Linked DNA regions of Mus musculus: regions 2, 3, 4 and 5 are each linked to region 1. A link is a contact called in public HiChIP or PLAC-seq and Micro-C data. All regions are on one chromosome and are shown on one strand. The core of a region is the stretch at or near the end of the contact, and the rest is flanking DNA. Distances in the headings are between cores, read along the strand shown.

What was found. Hi-C and Micro-C count contacts between places; a contact is called where the count stands out from the background. HiChIP or PLAC-seq counts read pairs in DNA pulled down with a chosen protein or histone mark.
Region 2: an H3K4me3 HiChIP or PLAC-seq map of bone marrow-derived macrophages shows a contact between it and region 1, with 2.5 times the contacts expected there. The contact joins the enhancer-like site here to the promoter of Rtn4 in region 1. A contact is called at or near these places in 5 of 39 promoter capture datasets (the 3T3-L1 cell line, 3T3-L1-derived adipocytes, the C10 cell line and 2 more), 1 of 15 datasets of contacts at CTCF or cohesin (CD8 T cells), 5 of 115 datasets of contacts at active chromatin or transcription factors (the SCID.adh cell line, bone marrow-derived macrophages, embryonic limb bud and 2 more) and 2 of 9 other capture datasets (adipose tissue and pancreatic islet).
Region 3: a contact with region 1 is called in an H3K4me3 HiChIP or PLAC-seq map of bone marrow-derived macrophages, with 5 times the contacts expected there. The contact joins the enhancer-like site here to the promoter of Rtn4 in region 1. A contact is called at or near these places in 11 of 39 promoter capture datasets (the 3T3-L1 cell line, 3T3-L1-derived adipocytes, the C10 cell line and 5 more), 1 of 15 datasets of contacts at CTCF or cohesin (pro-B cells), 19 of 484 Hi-C or Micro-C datasets (the AML12 cell line, the Ba/F3 cell line, CD4 T cells and 16 more), 12 of 115 datasets of contacts at active chromatin or transcription factors (the 230-238 cell line, the NIH/3T3 cell line, astrocytes and 7 more) and 1 of 9 other capture datasets (liver).
Region 4: a contact with region 1 is called in a Micro-C map of embryonic stem cells, with 3 times the contacts expected there. The contact joins the promoter of Fem1al here to the promoter of Rtn4 in region 1. A contact is called at or near these places in 5 of 39 promoter capture datasets (the 3T3-L1 cell line, the HPC-7 cell line, cranial neural crest and 2 more), 3 of 484 Hi-C or Micro-C datasets (embryonic stem cells, muscle stem cells and nephron progenitors), 1 of 115 datasets of contacts at active chromatin or transcription factors (bone marrow-derived macrophages) and 3 of 9 other capture datasets (adipose tissue, liver and pancreatic islet).
Region 5: an H3K4me3 HiChIP or PLAC-seq map of forebrain shows a contact between it and region 1, with 3 times the contacts expected there. The contact joins the enhancer-like site here to the promoter of Rtn4 in region 1. A contact is called at or near these places in 1 of 39 promoter capture datasets (the C10 cell line), 6 of 484 Hi-C or Micro-C datasets (CD4 T cells, the HPC-7 cell line, bone marrow-derived macrophages and 3 more) and 5 of 115 datasets of contacts at active chromatin or transcription factors (bone marrow-derived macrophages, forebrain, large pre-B cells and 2 more).

The regions. Positions count from the first base shown.
Region 1 is chr11:29,691,634-29,694,333 of GRCm38.p6, forward strand. Rtn4 (reticulon 4) reads left to right here and starts at 1,265. Exons shown (of 9, transcript NM_194054.3): 1 at 1,265-2,060. The coding sequence starts at 1,556.
Region 2 is chr11:29,494,522-29,497,247 of GRCm38.p6, forward strand. The region is part of intron 25 of Ccdc88a (coiled coil domain containing 88A); the gene reads left to right. Among named protein-coding and RNA genes, the nearest start is that of Prorsd1, 19 kb to the right of the region's middle. Within about 2 kb of position 1,375, at least 2 of the 459 cell types and tissues checked have an H3K27ac peak or open chromatin away from gene starts, as enhancers often do. A contact at or near this core is called in bone marrow-derived macrophages, where this site is marked.
Region 3 is chr11:29,878,372-29,881,100 of GRCm38.p6, forward strand. It overlaps Eml6 (echinoderm microtubule associated protein like 6), which reads right to left. Exons shown (of 42, transcript NM_146016.2): 7 at 2,276-2,411. Among named protein-coding and RNA genes, the nearest start is that of Gm22588, 30 kb to the left of the region's middle. Within about 2 kb of position 1,465, at least 55 of the 459 cell types and tissues checked have an H3K27ac peak or open chromatin away from gene starts, as enhancers often do. A contact at or near this core is called in the NIH/3T3 cell line, bone marrow-derived macrophages, hippocampal neurons and 2 more, where this site is marked.
Region 4 is chr11:29,824,346-29,827,045 of GRCm38.p6, forward strand. Fem1al (fem-1 homolog A like) reads right to left here and starts at 1,323. Exons shown (of 1, transcript NM_176829.2): 1 at 1-1,323. The coding sequence starts at 1,110. All of the region lies in intron 13 of Eml6 (echinoderm microtubule associated protein like 6), which reads right to left.
Region 5 is chr11:29,860,654-29,863,353 of GRCm38.p6, forward strand. The region is part of intron 7 of Eml6 (echinoderm microtubule associated protein like 6); the gene reads right to left. Among named protein-coding and RNA genes, the nearest start is that of Gm22588, 13 kb to the left of the region's middle. Within about 2 kb of position 1,293, at least 37 of the 459 cell types and tissues checked have an H3K27ac peak or open chromatin away from gene starts, as enhancers often do. A contact at or near this core is called in bone marrow-derived macrophages, forebrain and muscle stem cells, where this site is marked.

The DNA.
Region 1 (2,700 bases), core at 15-2,514:
CACAGAACACACTTCATTTCAGTGCTCAGGAGCTAAAAGCAGCCAGTTGCTTCAGTACTAGACAGTGCACATGTAGACTGAACAATTGGAATGCAGGCAATCCTCTCTCCAGAGTAGGCATGCAGCCAGTATTTTTGAAAAGTGTATAAGAAAGATAAAGGGACTCTGCAAACCTTGAAGCAAAGTTTTCTATGTTCTACCGTTTTCTTTCTTTCTTTCTTTCTTTCTTTCTTTCTTTCTTTCTTTCTTTCTTTCTTTCTTTTGATTTTTTGAAACAGGGTTTCTCTGTGTAGCTTTGGCTGTCCTAGAATTCACTTTGTAGACCAGGCTGGTCTCGAACTCAGAAATCCACCTGCCTCTGCATCCCAAGTGCTGGGATTAAAGGCATGTGCCACCACACCTGGCTACCGTTTTCTTTAAAGTGTAGCTTTGGGGGGGTGGGGGTGGGGGGGACCGCACATCAGGAGACATGCCATTCCAGCATATCAAACCAGTGAGTGTAGGGCTTCCCGACTCCTAGGAAGCCTGAATCATCCGGGATGTTGACTCATCAGCCTGAGGTGAGTGAAAAATAGTGAACCAATTTTGCCTTCCAAGGCATCTATTTCAACGTTCCTTCCCCCTTCTCCCTTTCTGGTGACTCATTCTCCGTGCACTTTTAGAGTCCAGCAGAATGCAAGGCCGAAAGCATTCTAAACAGTGAGCCCAGAGCTCCGGGTAATCTAGCACAGCTGTTTTGCCTACCTCATTCCAGGCCTGCAGTCTAGAAAGGGAGGGAACTTGAAAGTGTCAAATAAATGTTTTGTTTTTCTTTCTCCTTTTGAGGTGGTGGTAGTTATGCGTTGGGACCATGTCTGAAAATAAGTCTTTTATCTAAAAAAATCCGTAAGACCTAATTCAGTCTTGTTAGTACCTTTCTCCACTTTTTTTTTTTTTTTTCCCTTTTCGGGGAGGAAACTTTCCACTCCTAGGTCCCCAGGATAACGCCCTTCCACAGGCTTCTTGGAAAACTCTCCAAATCCTGGGACCGCAGCCCGCCCCCTTTTGGTAGACTAAAATCCCGCTGTAGGCAAGGCCAAGTCCCCGCCCCATTCCCCAACTACACTAGGTGGGGGTGGATCCCAGCTCCAAACCCCGCCCTCCGAACGCCACCAAGGAAGTATGGCAGGCTCCGCCTGCACCCTATTTCTATTGGACAACCCCGTGATCCATCTTCTCTATCCCGCAGCCTATTGGCTCTCTGTCCCCCGCGCCAGCCAGCCCTCCCCTGCCGGGAAGGTGAGTCACGCCAAACTGGGCGGAGAGTCTGCCCTCCTCTCTCAGTTGCTCATCTGGGCGGCGGCGGCTGCTGCAACTGAGGACAGGGCGGGTGGCGCATCTCGAGCGCGGAGGCAGGAGGAGAAGTCTTATTGTTCCTGGAGCTGTCGCCTTTGCGGGTTCCTCGGCTTGGTTCGGCCAGCCCGGCCTCTGCCAGTCCTGCCCAACCCCCACAACCGCCCGCGGCTCTGAGGAGAAGTGGCCCGCGGCGGCAGTAGCTGCAGCATCATCGCCGACCATGGAAGACATAGACCAGTCGTCGCTGGTCTCCTCGTCCGCGGATAGCCCGCCCCGGCCCCCGCCCGCTTTCAAGTACCAGTTCGTGACGGAGCCCGAGGACGAGGAGGACGAGGAAGACGAGGAGGAGGAGGAGGACGACGAGGACCTGGAGGAATTGGAGGTGCTGGAGAGGAAGCCCGCAGCCGGGCTGTCCGCGGCTCCGGTGCCCCCCGCCGCCGCACCGCTGCTGGACTTCAGCAGCGACTCGGTGCCCCCCGCGCCCCGCGGGCCGCTGCCGGCCGCGCCCCCCACCGCCCCTGAGAGGCAGCCGTCCTGGGAACGCAGCCCCGCGGCGTCCGCGCCATCCCTGCCGCCCGCTGCCGCAGTCCTGCCCTCCAAGCTCCCGGAGGACGACGAGCCTCCAGCGCGGCCTCCGGCGCCAGCCGGCGCGAGCCCCCTAGCGGAGCCCGCCGCGCCCCCTTCCACGCCGGCCGCGCCCAAGCGCAGGGGCTCGGGCTCAGTGGGTGAGTGCTGCTGCGCGTTACGCCCCTCCCTCTTTTGTGTCTTGGCCCGGGGGAGGAGGGGACGGGCAGGGCTGCTCGGGACCCTAGGGCTTTGTCTACGAGTGGCAGGGTGATGGCGCCCCCGCTGGCGGGAGGCGGGCAGAAGGGTGGGGCGGCCTCGGAAGCCTGGGTGCCTTCATTGTTTGTCGGGGTTTCGGGGAGCACGTGCACCGCTGCCAAGTCGCTGGTTCCCATTCCAGCACGAAGTTCTCGCCTATCAGCAGCTAGGAGTGTGTTGAAGAACTAGGATGGTGGATTCCTTGGGCTGGGCTGGGCTGGGCTGGGCTGGGCTGGGCTGGGCTGGGCTTGGAGGTGGGAATGGGAAGGCTGTGGTGCCCTAATCCCTTTATTTAAAGGATGGGCGTTTGTCGACCACTCTACAGTTTTTTTATTTTTTAGGGCCTGCCTTCCTTCCTGCCGGGCGTCGGGGGATCCCCTTGCACTAATCCCCTGTTTCTTTCTCCCTTTATTGGTGGGGAACTGGCCGAGCTGCTAACGTCTATACAGTAACCCAACTGCGGTGAAGGGGGAGCGAGCGCCTCCAGTGGCGTGGTTCCAGGAGAAAAGGGAAGGAGAGACTTTTGGTGAAGTTCTGCCACCG
Region 2 (2,726 bases), core at 125-2,624, 200 kb before region 1:
CACAAATTGTGCCTGATACAATTTCTAGACTTACTATAATTTATACTTCACTTACTAGTATGTGTTTTAGCTAAATAGAAAGACCAAAGTAAGAGCCTGAAAAAGTATATATTTTAAGAAAAAGAGAAAACAATTCATTACTAAGCTTTTGAAGATGTCTACAAAGTTGGTTATTTGTGTTCTTATAAAGTACTTGAAAAACTATAAACTCTGATCACACCATTATCAGTGTCACTAAGTTTTAAAGACATACATGTAGCCAGATGTGGTGATGCATACCTGTAATGTCCGTGATGGGGAGAGTTCAAGGCCAGCTGGCTACATAAAACCCTCTTTCTAACAAACAAACTCCACTATTCTTTTGAAATAAAAAGTAAGCAAAGCAGCCTGTGCTTCCCTGAGGGGTTGCCTATCTATGTGGCTCTCAAAATACTCAAAAAATTGGTACAAAGTATGGCCTTGAGTGAATTATCTCTGAAAAGAGGTAGTGTTTGCTCCTGTAGCATATTTTTCACAGAACAGTTTTAGCAGCCTAGATAGTCAATAAGTACAAAAAGTACAGATGCATATACAATATACATAATAGTCTCTCGAAACAGTATAATTCTTTAGCTTCACATAGGATGATTATTATCTAGGATCTTTTTCCATCTAGCTTTGTGTCCACCTAATTGATAAATACTGATGTGGAAAGATCATCAAGTTTTCCTTTACAGGTGGCTAATAAGTCATTTGTATCTTCTACCTTTAAACACAATCTGTCATCCTATTAAGAAAATGTAAAGTGTATCCTTAATTATTTTAACTTACAGGAATATAGTTTAGACACACACATATACAGTCTTATTTTTTATGTCATTCTGTCTGTCTAAAGTGTAAGTCATTATTTCTTACTCCATCCTGGAACATTCGGGATAAAAATCAGAAGAAAACAATATTCTCTTTTCCTACAGTTGTTCAACTTTAGATTTTGTTTTTAAATAAACACAAAACTCAACAATACTAATATTACCTTGATCTAAGTATCCTTCGGGAAAAGAACATTATATGTCTCCAAACATAATTGCCGTGAGAGGAATCACATTCCTGGCAATTTTAAAATTCTTTTTTTTCTGCCCATTTTGGAAGAATGTCTGTCTGTCATGTCAGTAAAGCAGTCTTTGAAAAACAGCTGAAAACAGAAAAAGGAAAAAAAAGAAACGCATCTACATATGACATGTGCATGCTGCAACCACTCAGCTTTGTTTTAGCTCAGTGTCCATTTTACATTGTTTTGATTCATTCCTGTTTTGTCATTGAGAAGAGCTGTGTTTACCAAGCATGAAAAGATATGTCAAATTAAAAAGCTTAAATGAGTCATGACTCTTCCTTACAGAAGTCAAAAAGTGGAAAGCTATTTTAGCTTGCACATCGTTCAGTGGATACTTCCCAGTTTATCAAAACAGGAACAAAAGCGTTGATTATTTACACGCTGATGACAGTTTTCTGAGAAAGAGTTGTTAAGGTTGTGTATGTTTTCATGCCTAAATGTATGGATTTATGTTAAGTCACAGTAAGAGATAGCTTAGTTTTTGTTCTAATGATTCCTGTACTTGAGTAATAATCCTTTAATTCACAAAACAAAAATTTGTGGAGTGCTTCATTTTTTTTTGTTTACATAAACCCACCCACCCACCCTATGGGCCCTTCAAAATATGTGCCCTTATAAATTTGTTGTTTATTAGTATGTTATTTTATGTACATAAATGTTTTGCCTGTCCTTATGTCTAGTATCACATGCATGCTTGGTGCCCTCCTAAGCCAGAAGAGGGCATTGGACACCCTGGAACTAGAACTACAGACAGTTGTGAGCTGCCATGTGGGTGCTTGGAATTAAACTTGGGTCCTCTAGAACAGCCGGTGTTAAGAACTGCTGAGCCATCTCTCCTGGCCCCAAACATCTTTAAATATTATGTTTCCCTTCCATTTTGCGTTCTTTGGGGTTCATTTTTTTGTTAGCTTTCTCAGAACTTAGTGCTAACACTTATTGCTGATGTCAAACTATTCTTTTTTCCTCCTCTAAATCAACTTTTTGGAAAATGAGCCTAATATACCTGCTATTTAATCTTTAGGAAGACTTGTTGAAAGAATGTGTATTTCCACAGTGCTGCTAAACAATGCACTAGATTCTAGTTTAAATCAGTGTTTCCTTTATTGAATATTAGGAGACTAACAAAAAAATTTAAGGGTTTTTTTTTTAGTTTATTTTGCTTTAAATATCTGACCACCATAATTTTTAGTTGATATAGGTATATTACCTATATGTAAATATAGATATACACATATATATTATTAAAATTTTCCAGTGGGATATGGATTTACCTAACCTTTTTTTTAAAGAAAGCCTTTAACTTAAAATGTTTAAATACAAAACAAAACAAAAGGATGGCCTGTGAACTTTGTAGGACTCATCTCTTATAGTATAAACCACCCATAGCCTAATTTTAAAAGTTTCCTTTTACAATTTAACTAGGGAATTTGGTTTCTCCCTAAGTAATTGTAATCAGTTCCTGTTTTTATAGGACTGACCGTAGCCAGTGCTCTCAGAATACATGTTCCTCATCATTGTCTTCAGTGCTTTCCGAGTATTTACAGTACCAGGGTGCATGCTTCCTGTCTCACTGCCTTCAGCAGCATGAGGGTATTAGCCGTAATGTAGCATACATAGCTGAGACCAACATTCATTC
Region 3 (2,729 bases), core at 215-2,714, 190 kb after region 1:
CAGACATTTAGTTAGTTATTTGTGTGTGTGTGTGCATATACATACATGCACATGCATAAATGCATATGTAGAATGCATATGAGGGTCAGATGTCAACTTACAGTAATCAGTTTTTTCTTCCTATCATGTGAGTTTCAGGGATTGAACTCAGGTCATCAGGATTGGCATCAAGTACTTTTTAAGGTTGAGCTATCTCACTGCTCCTGATTAATATCTTCAAACTTTAGACACAAAGTGAAAGACCAGGAAAAATTCAGACCCCCTAGCACCAAGAATGTAGGTTATCCAGTTCAGTGACCTTGTTCCAGGACCTGGCCGACCACAAAAGTTAGATTAAAGTCTTGAGAACAATCTTGAGAAGCAGGGAGTTTCCCCTTGTGATTTTTAGTACCCGCTTGTGATTCTTCACTCGTATTTTCCGCATTTTCCAATAATACCCTCCCTTCCCCCTTGGGTTGTGTTTCTTTCCTTTAAATATCCCCTTTCCCAGCTACTCAGGGTCGAACTCCTCTACCCCTGCGTGGGATACGAGTTGACCCCAGTGGGCTGGTTCCTGTCAATAAACCTTGTGCAATTGCAGCAAGGACGGTCTCTTGTGAGACCATCCTTCTTGGGGGGGTCGCGTCATCCTGAGACTTGAGTGAGGTTCTCCCCTCTTCGGGGGTCTTTCAAAAGTAGCAAGTATGGTGTTATAGAATTAGAACATGACCTTTAAAATGTTCTTGCTGAATGTTTAGAAAGTCTTTTTAATAAAATGGAAAATAAAATCAAAACCCCAGAAAAGAACCACAAAACATAGTTTCCATGCAAATGAGGTCAACAGTCATTGTCACCCAACAGCAAAAAGGGGGGGAGGGAATTCATGCATATCAAAAGTCCATCTGAAGATAAAGTCACTCCTATAGTTTTACATTCACATTGAGACCAAGGCAATCCTGATACTGTTTTGCCTGAATCTGTTCCTCTCAAATGTGCTTTACTTCCATGTTTGAAGCAGGGAGTAGGCAGAGCAGAAGGTTAAGATCTCTCTGCGTGTGGGACAGTGTGTAAGGATCTGCTGTCCCCTCTGTCTCCTCCTGTCTGTTCTGCTCCTCCACACCCTCCTTCTAGCCTTGCTTACCCTCACTCTGCAAACACTCAAGAGGGTGGGTGTCTGGAGTTATTTGGTTGAAAGATTTTGCTTTTTTTAAAATGTGACTCTTAGAAAACTAACTTGCTTCTACATATTTATATATTCTTCTGAATAAAGCTGCTTAAAACCACATGATATTATAGAGAATTTAAGGACCTTGACTTTGTCCTAATTGACAGAGTAAAGTAGGAACCAAATTCTACAACTTTCTAAGAAGCCCGGTGTTAGGTATCCACAACTCCCTAAGATAGAATCAGTGCAGTCTCCAGAAGAGCTGTGAGGCATTTTTTATAGTGAATGGCAGAAGGAAGGATGTAGCCTGTGGTGTGACATGAGTCACTATGTGAATGGCAGAAGGAAGAAGGTAGCTTGTGGTATAAGATGAATCACAACATCCAGCTCATTGCTCTGTTGCTAAATTTAAAAATAAAATTTGATTGGAAACAACACTGCTTAGGGAAGATAGCCTGAGGACATACGGTACATGTTTTCTTCTCTCTGCTCTCTGATGTCTACCCTAGCCACTTCAGTGCTACAAGTGGACACAGGTTTATTTTCAGAGGCTACACACTGTCACATTTATTGACTGTCTTGTCCAGAAATTCTTCATTTCATCACTGAAAATAATCCCATATTCTGGGAAACCGTTCAGCTTTTTCACTGTAATGTTATCATCTGTCTTTGCTACAGGATCACTGTAGCTTTATGCCAAGCAGGGGAAAAGCTATCTACTCATTTTCAACATACTTTGGAGCTTGTATTCAATATTTTTATGTAAACCCTTAAAGTCTTCATAGAACAAAGCAAATACTGTCAGGTAGAATATAAAATTTACATAATTAATTCTTTAAAAAACTTTCACTTTATAAGTGATATGTCTCATGCATGTGTGTGTACTATGTGTATACCTAATATACACAGAAGCAAGAAGGAGACACAAGGTCCCTGGAACTGGAATTACAGGCACTCATGAGGCGCCCTGTGGGTGGTGTGAACTGTATCCAGATCTTCTGTGAATGCTCCTAATAGCTGAGCTGTCTCTCTAGCCCTTATATTTACTTCTTTCTCTTAAACAGAAACACACAACTTGACATTGTACATAACCTTCTTAGAGCACATGGTAAGTACTAACACACATTTTACCTTTATATCCTTGTTCCGTCTCCCTGAGATCAATTTTGGTTATTGGTTTGAAATCAGTGTCCCATAATCGTATGCAACCATCTCGCCCACCAGTAGCAAAGCCTTCTTCACAAGCATACAGGCTGAAGATCCCAGCCTGTCAATTATAAGAGGTAGAATTCAATCCCACAGTCACAAATGTCATTGTTGCTGAATCTCCATGATTAAAAATAACAGAGCAAAACTAATTAAAGCAAATGCTGTTTTCTGTTGAAATCTGACAGCAGATCAACATACTTCATCTCAGCTGGATTGCAGTAATTACAGCCACCACCAGGAAGCAAAGCAATTCCAACACATCTAATTTGATAACATTGTTACCGCTACCACCCAAAATGTTAGTTATGAGTGCCTTAGTAAAAGCAGATACAGAATCACATTTCTATATGACAACTGAGTCTTCTGAAACAAAGAC
Region 4 (2,700 bases), core at 73-2,572, 130 kb after region 1:
TGAGGGGCCCAAGATTCTCTCCCGTATCAGCAGCGCCTGCATCCGCATCTCATCAGGATCTGTAATGAGGGCTTCCAACTCTTGAGGCGTAGTCACCTCCCTGGAATAGTCATAGGCCAGAACCAGTTGCTGGGGCTCTGGCTTAGGGAGGAAGCCTCCACCCTGGTGGCGGAGTTCCATCGCCCTTCTCCAGTGCTTCAGGGCTCCAAGCAGATCCCTTTTCTTATCCACATAGGTGGCACCCAGCAGCTCCAAAGCTTCCACAGCCGCTTCCCGGCTGGTAGGGCAGCAGCTCTCATACTGTTCTGCATCTTCTGGGGTGGAGCAGTGGTTTCCTGCCATCTGGGAGGAGCCTTCTCCAGGAAGCTCTGTCCCTGAGAGCTGCTCGTGGCTCGGCTGTTCCTGGATGAGGTACTCCACGATGTTGGTGTGCCCAGTGATGCTGGCGGCCAGCAGCGGCGTCATGCCATAGCCGTCGCGCTCCATGCGCGCGTGGCAGCTCAGCAGCAGTTGTAGGATCTCCAGGCTGCCAGATTCTGCACAGTCGTGCAGGGCGGTGTTGCCCTTGGCGCTGCGCCGGTTCACCTGTGCGCCGCGCTCCAGCAGGTAGCGTGCGATCTCGCGGTGGCCCTTGTAGCAGGAGATCATAAGGCACGTGTGGCCGTGGCGATTGGCCACCTCCAGGTCCGCCTTGTGCTCGCCCACCAGGCAGCGCACCACGTCCAGGTGGCCGTTGAAGCAGGCGGCGCGCAGCGGTGTGGAGTTGGTGCACGTGGTGCGGTTGACCGAGGCGCCTCGGTGCAGAAGGCTACGCACCACGGCCAGGTGACCCGCGGCCGACGCTGCCCAGAGCGGCGGCGCGCCCTCGATGGTCTCGCCATCGAAGTGCACAGAGCCACTCGCCTCCACGCTGGCGCCGCAGTGGTCCACCAGATACTCCACCACGTCTAGGTGTCCACGGCGCGCTGCGATTAGCAGTGGCGTTCCACCGCCGGCCACCTCACCCAGCAGCTCCTCCAGCTCCTCACGCCCACGGCTGGCCAACAGTTTCTGCAGCAGAGGCAGCTTGCCGTCGTGCGCCGCATTGTACACCGCTGTGTGCAGATCCATGCTGGAAGCCTCGCTGCTGGATCTAGCCGGGCCGCCGGTCGCCAGAGACATCCTTCACCTTCTCCAGGGCTGTCATCTTAGCGGTTCTCCTGCTTCTGTTAAATCTTGATTGTCTGTCTGCCCCAGTGTGTGGTTTTAGGATATAAATGAGAATATAAACTGGACCCAGCATCAAAACTGTCCTGGTTTGAGTCCACTAGTTGTTAGGATTCTGTTTGGACTTCACCCCCACAGTTACTTGGCAACAGCCAGGTAGGCCTGGCTCACTATAAAATGGTGGTCCCTCAGAGAGAAGGGATGCCTCTACATGGGCCGGCTGAGACACCACCTTCCTCCATACCTCACCACACCTCCATAGGGCATATCCTTATATTTCTTTATTTTTTAATAATCATAACATTGTGCCGTGAGTCAGATCTAAAATCTCTTCAAGTTTACATCCCATCTCAGCCACAACAAGAGAACTCCCTAGCCCAAGATCTGGTAAGCCCCCATCCTTTCCCATCTCTATGGTCCCAGGGGAGAGTTCTTGAGATAGGAGATACCCCTGTGTTGTCCTTGAGGATGGGAGACATCCAGTTTTTCCCTTGGGTGAGATTTCCCTCTCCTTAGAGACAGTTTCTTTCTTGCGTCTGAGAACTTCAGGCTGGGCCTGGACCACTGCTCTCTGGCTCAACAGCACCAGGGCTCTGAGCATTAGACTTTCCCTTCTCCCCTCCCTCATTTACAACCTGCTGCAGACTAGTTCAACAGGTTTACCTGCCTGCCTGATCCTACTTACTGCCCTTCCTGCCCCCTATGAATGTAGAGAGCTTTTAGTACCACTTATAAAAATTTGGCAAGTACTTGTCACTGGGCTCAAGGCAGTAGGCTCAGATAAGAATATTCACATTTGGGCTGATGCAAGGATCAAGGTAAACTCAGCCAAGGAAGGTGTGACTTCCTTTTTGTCCTGGTCATCCTGATAAGCCCCCAGACCCAGTGACTGGGGGTGGGGGGTGGGGGGGAGGATTTTGTTTATTGCTTTGTTTGATTACTACCTGGTGTGATCTCTTAGTTCTTTGCCTTATTTAATCACTTTGTCTTTGACTAAGAACTGACCTTATTCTCTGCTAGTACCTAGCATGGTGTAAAAGCTGCTGTTAAAGCCACTGCAGCCTCAGCTGGAGCCATGTTATAATGTTCTCTAACTGTTCTTTTCTTCTCACTTGCTGCCCTTCCCCTCTGCTCCTTAGCTCTGCTCCTGGTTCTCAGCCTGAAAAGTAGGTCCCTGCCCCTTACATCCTGCCAGAGTTCCCATCTGTTAGATTTGACAAAGTCAAATGGGCCCAAACCAACCACGCAGTTCCACTCTTCCTGCTACGAGCCTGCGGAAGCTCACAAACACACACTGGCATTCGATGGATAAGGAGTTTTTCCAGTCAGCAGGAGGGCTGACTCTAATTTCCCAGATAGGGCCTGGCCAGCTTTTTTTTTTTTTCTGGGGGCTAAAGGGTTGACATTTCACAGCCACTGTCCTTATGACCAACTTCCCAGGTGACATATGAGTTAGGACATCGACCCTTGGGTGACCATACCCTTTGAAAGCAG
Region 5 (2,700 bases), core at 43-2,542, 170 kb after region 1:
CTTCCTTCCTTCTTTCCTTCCTTTGGCACAGGCTATTTGTATATGAGATAACTCTCCTCAACTAACATTGGCATCTTATTTGGTACAATGTGTGAAACTGTACCACCACCTCTATAACAAAACCTCTTTGGTGGAGTGTGAAAAGGATCAGAAAAGTACTAAGAAACCCACAACCTGTGTCTTAGTGGGGAAAGGCAGCTCAAGAGGGGCTGAAAAATGATCAGTTGGTAATGTAGAGCAGCTATACCACTTATAATAAGCAAGTGTCAGGACCTGAGTTTGATTCCCAGCACCCATATAAAAATCTGGGTACATTGGCACATGTCTTTAATCTCAGCTTTGGGGAGCTGTGAGGATCCCTGGAGATTGCCAGACAGCACAGCAAAATCAGTGAGCACCGGGTTTAGTGAGAAACCCTGTATTAAAAAATAAGACAGAGTACAACTGAAAAGAACACCCAAGATCAACATCTAGAACACACACACACACACACACACACACACACACACACACACACACACACCAGCACATGCTATCCCAGTCACACATACACACACATACCAGCACCAGAGAATCCATACATGTACATGCCAGCTCAGTACCATACACATGCCCATACACACACACACACACACACACACACACACACACACACAACATGATTTTTTTTTATAGATTTCCTTGGAAAATGTTTCTGGCGAACTAAATAGTTTAGCATGGAAACTTAACACTTAGCAAAAGCAAGAAGGCTGATTGACAAGAGTATGTGTCTAGATAAATGTGATGGGAAAAGGGAGAGGAACTAGAAAAAAAGAGGGGAAAGAGGAGAGACAGAAGGGGCAAAGAGAAAAGGGAAAAGTACACTTTTGTCACTTATAATGAACTTAATGAGCTGCGAACATTTCCTCTCAGAGAACAATTCACGTTTTCCACACATTCTTGTTCTTCAAACAGATAAATTATCTTTTGTCATATCAGACTAGCCTATTCTAAGGGCTCTTAATGACACCAAGTCACTTTCTTTTCTGAGATAACCATTTTAAATGGAAATTACTTCCCAAAGACACATCAGTGGGAGAGTTGTATTTAAGCTTCTTAGTCATGCCCACAATCTTTGTTATAAGCCAAATTGCTCCTGTGCTCATGAGCTGCACAGAGCCTTGTAGCCTTTCCCAGGTTCTGAGAGGCCTTGCAGAGAGACACTTCCCTGACAAGGCCAGTACTTTCATTCTCCTGTCCATCCAGGCTTGGCATAAGTGCAGAGAACAGGACTGTAATTAGAGTCTTCACTGAGCTGGCCAAGGCAGCCATTGCATCCGTAATTAAGCTGTATTTGGCTCTTTATCTTTTGCCCTACTACTATTTGGAGTAAGGTTAGACAACTGCTGGTAGCAAAATGAAAAGCAGGGAAAGCTGCCACAGAAATGCTCTTCTTCTTTGAGATACATATTGTGGGTATTTTTGACAGTGTGGTGAGGTGTCTAAGTTGGATTTTAGGCCCCCTTATGTACTATGATGAGAATGGTAAAGCGCTGGCCAGATTGGTACACACAGACAGCAGATGGCAGTAGAGAGCAAACTACCCATCCAAACCTGAAAAAATTCTCTAAGCAGAAACCAAATTCTTAATTTGCTTTTGTTTTCTATCCCAGTGCTCTCTGCTATAGTTCTAAGGCCAGCTTGAGGGGAGTTGGCCCATCAGCACTGACACACACCTTGTTGCTAAAGGGGAATGCTTACTTTGCCTTAGTTAAGTGAATAGATGGATTTATAGTCTATCTCTCTTAGCTATTTAACACCACAAGCTATTTAACCTTTCAAATCTTCAGTTACCACAGCTGTAAGTGAACATCTGCAGTCCCACTTCGCAGCACTGTCTGGCTTCAACACCAGAACTGGACCTAGATCCTAACATCTGGGAAATTAATCGATCAATACCAAGTATTATTCTAACCAGCAAGTGTTTGTGCACTATAGGGTCTTTTTTAAAAGTTCATGTCTCAGTATGAACAATTTTCTGTGTGTAGGTCAGATTCTAGACCCATGAAAAGTCATACAGGACCTCTGAAGATGCTGCCACCCCCTTCTTTCCTTGATGGGCAGCTAATCCTTGCCTTTCAGCCGATTCTTTTATTATCTTAATGAGCTAGCATTGTGAACTCTCAGAAAGCAGAGTGGTGGATTAGCACAGAAAAAATATCACTGGGCTAAAATGTCCTTTCTCACAGTTATTTGGCTGGAGAAAGGCAACCAGCAGCAGGGAAGGGTGTGGTTTAAACTAAACACATGGCAAAGAGCGCAGGGCACCCTTCCCAGCCTTTCTGCGCATTAGAATCTTCATGAAGTATCTAAAATATATGGATACCTGGAACCCACCCAGACAGTCCTCTCAGTTCCTGTGGAATTGGACATGGGCAGTGGTAGATGGGTTGAACACTAAGACTGAAAAACATTGCCTCCCAAGCCCAGCTAGAGTGTTCTCCGGGTGATGGTAAATAATATTTCTCTTTCTTTCTTTTCTTTTCTTTTCTTTTCTTTTCTTTTCTTTCTTTCTTTCTTTCTTTCTTTCTATTTTTTTTTTTTTTTTTTTTTTTTGGTTTTTCGAGACAGGGTTTCTCTGTATAGCCCTGGCTGTCCTGGAACTCACTTTGTAGACCAGGCTGGCCTCGAACTCAGAAATCTGCCTGCCTCTGTCTCCCG